Regions from separate parts of the Callithrix jacchus genome. Here region 2 is linked to region 1. Evidence: chromatin contacts called from public Hi-C data. All regions are on one chromosome and are shown on one strand. The core of a region is the stretch at or near the end of the contact, and the rest is flanking DNA. Distances in the headings are between cores, read along the strand shown. Region 1 overlaps CELF2 (CUGBP Elav-like family member 2). Region 2 overlaps CELF2 (CUGBP Elav-like family member 2).

Region 1 (3,766 bases), core at 356-2,855:
GAAGAAGATTGTACACTCTTCTTTGCCACCACAATAGAAGCAAAAGCAGTAGCTGAGAGCCTTGATGATAAGCCAGTATTTTTGCAATCAGCTCTACAAAATATTTGGAAATCACCGTTCTCTTCCCTGTTGGCTTCTCCCTTGACAATGCTGCACACCTCCTTCCTGAAACCACTCATAAAGGCTGACACTGGAGGTTGACATTCGTCTGACTGCCGTTACCTGAGTCAGTCCGAGGTGGAAATGTATATATAAAATGTGTTTTTCACTTCTTGCAAGAAATCCGTATTTTTAGCAACATGGAGAAGGTTTTCATTCTTTTATTACTGTAATTACCAGTGCAGTTTCTGTGGGGCAAATGAGGAACTTGGTTTCGTTCTCAAACTCTGGCTCTGGGCCAGCACTGGCACCCCAAACCACATGTTGAAAGAAAAAAATAGGGTCATGAGGATGAAAGCACGAGTTTTCATCCCTCTCACTAGTTGTACCTAACTTCAGTACCATGTGAGGAAGCACATTGTTCTTTTGATTTTTAAACATAAAGCCTCATGATGTCAGCTGCCAGAACGGAAGACCTGGAGAACAAAAGTGCCCACCTACAGCCACCTCCGGAGCCCCAGTATGGAGGTGGTCTAGAGGAAAACAAGGGGGAGGTGGAACCACGCCAAGCTTTTGATTCCTGTGTTTTCTTCTGAACGTGGTTTAAAAAAAAAAAAAAAAAAGGCGGCGTGGAAATCACAGTTTATGCATTCTCTAACAATTCTGAAATTTGTGTTATATAACACTCACTTAAAAGATGTGATTCTCTAAAAGCTGAACAAGCCATTCTGTTGAGTGTGATTCTGGATTAGCAGATCCAGTACCTGGGGCTCCTCTGCAGCTTTTCACCTGTGCATCATCAGGGGCAAGCAAAGCCATCCATTGTTGTGATGGATCGCCCCACCTCTGGCTCCTGAACAGCCTCACCAGCCAAGGGTTGCTAGTATGCCTTCCTAGTGACTCAAACCAGCAGAGCTTGTGATCACACCGGGTCGTCCAATTCTTCTGCAGTCGTTATATATATATATATATATATATATCTCCACTTAAAGAGACAAACTAGGAGAGAAAGTACTGTGGGAAAAAGTGTGGCTAAGCAAAGAATAAAATATGTGGAAAGATATGATCATAGTTTTGTAATCCCTTTTCTGGTGCCAATTTGGTAATTAGAATCCCTATTATCTTCTGTTGTTGTTCTCAATCACACTTCAGTGTAACCCTTGTAATTTTCATTCTCCAAGGTAAGGAGAAATGGCACAAGGAGAGCCCTTAAATTAATCATGATGAAATATATCATGGCTTAGGGGGCATTGACCCCAAGTTCCAGTCCCACAACTTGTACTGAAATGAAATAGAACTTCAGTAATTTTATTTTCTGACCTCTGTCCTGAGGTCCCCATTTGTAAATATATCTGCCCTGCTCCTCTTGCAGGGAGTCACTCGTTACTGGTGTGGTAGCTTTCCGCCTGCGCATACTATCTGCATGGGTTAGGGGACCCCGGGTGGGCAGTGTGTGCGCTTGATCTGTGCTCCCCCTCTGCTGGCCTGGCTGCTCTAGGCAGTGACTCTCTGGCACACTCTGCCCAGTGGGGACAGTAATGAACAGCATTGCTGCCTGCAGCGTTCAGAGCTCCTCGAGCAGACATCGGTTATTTCTGCAGATCAGGTTTGGAAGCAGCCAGAAAGAACCTCCATGGGAAAGAGCAGGACACACAGTACTTAACAAGAGAACTTAGCTAATCTGATCTGCCGTTTGGTTGATTAACCAGCACTTGACACCAGCAGCAGCCTGTCCCTGCAACCAGTGACAGGGAGCATTCCCATTAATATTTTATGCAAATGTCGGCTCAGCGTAAAGAGGAGAAAACTCCTCCCTCACTCTTTTTATTGTTTAACAGCAGAAAAGTCATTTCTGGTGAACTGATGAGAATTCCCTATTGCCAAAAAAAAGAAAAGGAAAATACTCATTTATAACCATTCTGAGATATAAAGACAGACAATGGTATGTTTTTCGATTAGCAGGACCCAGGGACTCCTGGCTACGGGGCTGCTCCTGAGTCGGTGTATTTGTTAAAAGAACAATTCTTTCATGCTGCCATTTTACTTTCATTAAAGAATTGCAGTTTTCAATCCAATATTAGTAAGTGTCTCCCATTAGTGGCACTGCAGATGAAGGGCATTCAGCATTTCTATTCTTAATGTCTATTGCTGGCTCAGCTGTTTAAAAATAAATAATTAAGAGAAACAAAAGCTCAGCAAAGTACCTTCTAATACAAAACCAGGGTATACCCTCTTCTGTGAGAAAGTGTTCAAATCAAACTCTTGGATTATGTGAGACAGAAGTGCAGCTGAGTGCTTCCCCTTACTTTGTCTGCTTTTGCCCAGTTCACTACAAGGATGAACACAAAGGACGCACCTAGGCTGGCTGGCTCCTCACAGATTTCTAATGCCATTTCTCCCCCGCCACTTCAGTAGTCTCAGGCCCTTCCTAAGAGCATTAGACTGAGGTTTCTCCAGGCTACCTGACTCAGTTGCCCCACCGTATCAGAGAGGTGCCCTGCCCTGGCCGACACTGTACCCATCAAGCCATGCTATACTTTCGGTTAGAATCAATGCCTTTTTTTTTTTAAAGTCGTGATCCACCTGTTGGCAAGAAAAAAATATTTTAAAAATCCCATCATTATTCGCCAGCCCCAGCCCAAGTTCCAGGGCACACACCCTCAGGAAATTGTCACGACTCTCTAAGTAGAAAGCACCTAACACCTGCCAAGCACTTGGAGCCACTCAAAGATCTGAGGATGTTTCCTGGCTTGAGGCAGCGTGGGCATATCTCAATATGCATTTCTCCCTTTGGGGAAGTAACCCCTTCTGCATCTTCTCTAACTTGGAAAACACTGAAATGCTTCCAAGCAACTATGGGAGGCTCAGCTCCTTCTGCAGTGGCTGCTCAGGCTCTTCAGGCCTGCTGTAGAAGCCTTCATGGAGAAAAGGAACAGGATGCCGTGGGCCCACATGTGGCAATTCAAATAAGGAGTTTGCTCTTAAAAGCAGAGCCTGAACTTTCTAAGTCAAATGTACTTAACTGACAGCATCACCTTAGCATGTTGATTTCCCAAAATACACACGCTCTCACTTACCCAGAATCCCACAGTCAGCATGTGCTATTTAGGTACAGGGTTTTCTGCACCATTACAGTTGAATATCTGTAACCCAGAGACAGTAAAGGAGTTTATTTTGTTTTCCCCCCGCAAACTGTAGACAAATCTTCACTGCCATTTAAGGTAACTTTCTGCTTGTTTAAGAATATTCCAGCTGTGTTTATGGTGTTCCAACATTCCCCTGCCAAAACCCTTGACAAATGGATTGGCAATATTTTCAGGGATGTTGGCAAGTACAGACTGGATTTAGCTATTAAATCCTCATTTGTTTTTGTCATATCTGATCAGGATACAGGGACAGGCTTTTGACTATTACAACATGTACACAGTACTTGGGAGGCTGAGGCGGGAGGATCACTTGAGCCCAGGAGTTCAAGACCAGCCTAGGCAAGATAGCAAGATGCTATCTCAAGACAACAACAACAAACATGTACACAGAAAAGAATCCGTTTTCACACATTTTGGCTCTGCCCACACAGTACCTAAACATTCAGATGTGTGGGAACTTCTATGGCATGCCCTCTGGACTCCTGACTGCATTTGCCATCTTGTTCCAATCTTACCTCAGT
Region 2 (3,766 bases), core at 489-2,988, 130 kb before region 1:
CTTTGTCAGGAAAGGTGAGTGGAGATGCTCAGACAGAATGGCCTGCTTCAGGAACTTTGTCGAGCCACCATCCAGTTGACCAGATACATGAACAAGTCTGAAACTAGATCAGGACTGATGAGTCTTCAACAAGATGATGCACCAAAAAAGTGGTGCCACCGTGTCACCTTCTGTGTCCCTGTAATAATGAAGGCAGTAGGGTCTGAAGGCATAATTGTTTCTCCCTTAAACTTTAGATTTCTTGCAAAAACTTGAGCATAGTTAAGAGACCTTGATAAAATAGAGCAGTAAATTCGCTTGGTGAAATTGAGTAGATAGGCTTCCTAAAAGTCAGATGTTATTTTGGTACAAGCCTTGTCCTAAGGAACATTACATGTCAGCTGTCCACTACCTCTGAAGAAGCTGGGGAGTACGGATTCAGGATAGCAGACCTAATTTCTTTCATAGCACCTTAAAATTTTAAACAGAAAAATAATGTCTTATAACAATCAAATTTACAGCTTTCTCTAGCATAGGCTTACCCATTAATAACTTATTTTATCGATTCTGGAAGAAATGTGTCATTCAGAAATGTCATGTTTGTATAAATCTTTAGTTACTTTTTACCAACAAATTAACTATTTTTTAATATTTAAACTTTCATAAATTGTTTTAAAAAAATCAAAAACCGCAAGAAAAAAAATGGGTGAGGGATACAAATGTACAAATAGGCTTTTCACATGAAAAGAAATACAAGTTGCAAATGTACACACGAAGAAAGCTTTTATCCCCCCCTGTAGTGAGCAAAGGGGCTGGAACACCACAGTGATCAAGAGGATGGGTATATGTGGGTTTATATCCTAAGGGCAGTGTTTATTTTCTTTTCCTGGCTGGTTGGTTTTTCCCCCCCTTTTTGGTTTATTGAGATATTATTTGCATGTAATGGAGTTCATTACTTTAAAGGGATGTTTGAATTTTGTTAATCGTACATAATTGTACAACTTTCACCACAAGCCATTTAGTTACTTATTTATGCTTCCATTTCCCAGCAGTTAATTTTGCTGACATAAGCAGAGTTTGGTGGAATCCGTGCTAATTCTCCAGGTGAAAGGAGAGGTTCATTTGAGTCAGCAAGCATCCTTGGAGCATGCTGTGTGTGTCAAGCATCTTCGCCAGGTGTGGGGGGATACTCTCTTCAGAGTTGATTTACCAGAAGGATAGTCATTTGCTTACAGATGTACGCATATTTAGCTCTTAATTTACACATCAGTGCAGAAAAGGATACCCTACTTAGTAGTCCCAAGGAGCAAATATTCCCCAAATAGTTGGTAGCAGATAGCAAAACTGTTGCCATTCCCTGTGCTCTCTCCCGCTAGAAGCAAAAAGCAAAGCTTTGCTGGATTTTGCTCCTGAGTCGTTAATGTTCTAACAGGGTTTCATTTCCACTGTTTCAGTCATTGTTGAATAACGGAAAACGAACCAAGAGACCATCAGATTTCAGGCTTACTTATTGTTATTTCGAGACATGTTAATGACCCACACCATCCATGCAACTGAAATTTCTGCATCTCCAAAGACCCTTCCCTTCCCCACCACAGGTACTGGCTGGCATTCAGGCAGCCCTCTTGCTCCTCAAAAATCCCATCTAGGACAGCTGCATTCAGCTGTGAAACCCTCAAACAGCCTTTGCTCTCACCTTTGCTGCATCTAGGGAGTGCTTAATTTCTCCTCCAGCTTCCCCACCCCTCTCCAACCCTTGCAGCCCATCCATGCTGTGGCTGGTTTGGGCCCTTGATTTCCTAGATTACTATCTGAAAACAGAAAAGGGCCATAGTGAGACTTAAAGCAGCACTACAGATAGCGCTGAGGCTCTTATGGATACCTTGTGAGTGCTCCTGCCTGAAGCTTGGAGTCCTTGAAGTGCAGAATTACTGCAGGTGCAGCTCAGACTGCACGGATTGGCCACCCCGTGCCTCTCAAATCAACAGCTTTTAAGCGCGTCCATTTGCAGACGTGCCAAGAGCTTGCAAGTAGGTGTATAGCCTGTAAATGAGCCCAGTGTCTACAGTCGCCATTATTTACACCCCAAGGCATGTTCCTGTCAGGGACAGAAATCACCACCTTAGCCCCATATCTTGCCTAAGAAGTTTATAAGTCTACACAATTGGACTTTTCAACTGCATACTATTTTGCAAATTCAGAAATAGTAAAATTCCCACCAATTTCCAGGCATAGAAAACCAATTTCTCCCTTGATGGGTCCAATTACATGGTTGATATAAAATTTTAAGACCTATCTTAGTGTTTTCAGAGGCTAGCCAGTCTCTCTGGGCTTGTGAATAAATAGCACACATAAGATGCTGGAATCTGTGCAGGTCTGGACTGTTTGCATGAAAGAAATTAGGCAAATTCTTCTGATGCCAACCCATTAAACAGTGTTTTCCGTTTGGTAGTAGCCTTTGCTTTTGCCTTCATTCCTCTCTCCCTCTGTCCTTGCTGCCCCTCCCTTCTCTCCTTTCTTCTTTTGTTTCTTCTCATCCTCCCTTAAGTATCTGAGGCCCTACTATGTGGTTGGTACCACGTTGTACTGGGGATACAGTGATGAACAGAAACAAATGGTTCATGCTCTTCAGGAGCTCCTGGTCAAATAGAGATGCATACATTAGTAAAACACAAAAGTAAATACAAGTTAACTTTCTTGTTAGTGCAGTGAAGTAAGCTTGCCTGGTGCTGAGAGGCTAGTATGTTTTCGTACTGTCTTTGACTTATTTGTGGGGGAAAAAATGGTTTTGCTGTGTCTGTTTCTTAGCAAAGGATGCCCCATAGTGCTTCTTGCAGAAACTATGTTTCAGGAGGTCATATTCTGGATACATGGAGCCCAGCATGCACAAAGAAATGCTCTGGTGACAGAGTAGAGACAGGCGAGAGCAGAGATGATGTCTATTCAACTGAGGAGATGTGCTCCCCAAGGAAGGGCTTAATGCAGACTGACCGGGGGCTTTATTTTGTCCGTGTTTGCCAGATAACCGTATCACCTAGAATGATGGCAGATTAGGAGTTCATCGTGTAGAATCTGGAACACTCCACCCCCAGGTCAGGTACACCAGCCAATTAAGGCATCTCTGGCAAATCTCGGTTTCTGACCTGGCTTCCATTGTGTTTTTAAGAAGCTGTTGAATGGATCATTCCTTTTTTTAATGCATAGCACTATTCATTATTTGGAACAGTGCTTTTGAAAATGGATCTCTGCAGCAAGGCCTTGGCACTTTCTCTGAATCCTTTCTTGATATGACAGCCTGTCATCCCCCAAACTATACAGAACAGCCTTGCTTTGCAACCTCACTTATGCACTTTTTAAAAATTCACAGTAATGATGGCAACCATTAAAATGATATAAACCACTTACTAATCAGTTTAGTAACCAAGGACATCTGCTTTACATAATACAGAGCCATATTAAAAAGGCTTTTATGATGTTCAGAAATTGTCAAAGTTAAAAAACCTAATGGTAAAATCAATTGATTCTTTGTGCTGCTTTCTAAACAGCTTTACCCTTCAAACAGTGACTATAGAGAGTCACCTATTTGTGTTGATTCAAAATGTCTTCAGAAAGTAAGCCCTTCATAGAGAGTATTCCAAAAGCCTTCCTGATTTGATAAATTGTGGTTAGGGTTTGAGTTTCCCCCCACTCCTTTTAGATTTGTTCCTTTAACACTAGGAGCAGCAAGTCTCTTAAAAGAAAATTCTCATGCATGACTTTAAAGTTTTATTTATGCATATCAAGTATT

The links. A called contact is a pair of places that touch in the nucleus more often than the background predicts.
Region 2: a Hi-C map of skeletal muscle shows a contact between it and region 1, with 4 times the contacts expected there. The contact joins two enhancer-like sites. A contact is called at or near these places in 2 of 3 Hi-C or Micro-C datasets (both in skeletal muscle).

Annotation. Positions count from the first base shown.
Region 1 is chr7:2,858,385-2,862,150 of calJac240_pri, reverse strand. The region is part of intron 7 of CELF2 (CUGBP Elav-like family member 2); the gene reads left to right. All of the region lies in intron 3 of LOC144576862, which reads right to left. Among named protein-coding and RNA genes, the nearest start is that of USP6NL, 470 kb to the right of the region's middle. Within about 2 kb of position 1,605, at least 2 of the 16 cell types and tissues checked have an H3K27ac peak or open chromatin away from gene starts, as enhancers often do. A contact at or near this core is called in skeletal muscle, where this site is marked.
Region 2 is chr7:2,992,738-2,996,503 of calJac240_pri, reverse strand. The region is part of intron 3 of CELF2 (CUGBP Elav-like family member 2); the gene reads left to right. Among named protein-coding and RNA genes, the nearest start is that of USP6NL, 600 kb to the right of the region's middle. Within about 2 kb of position 1,738, at least 1 of the 16 cell types and tissues checked has an H3K27ac peak or open chromatin away from gene starts, as enhancers often do. A contact at or near this core is called in skeletal muscle, where this site is marked.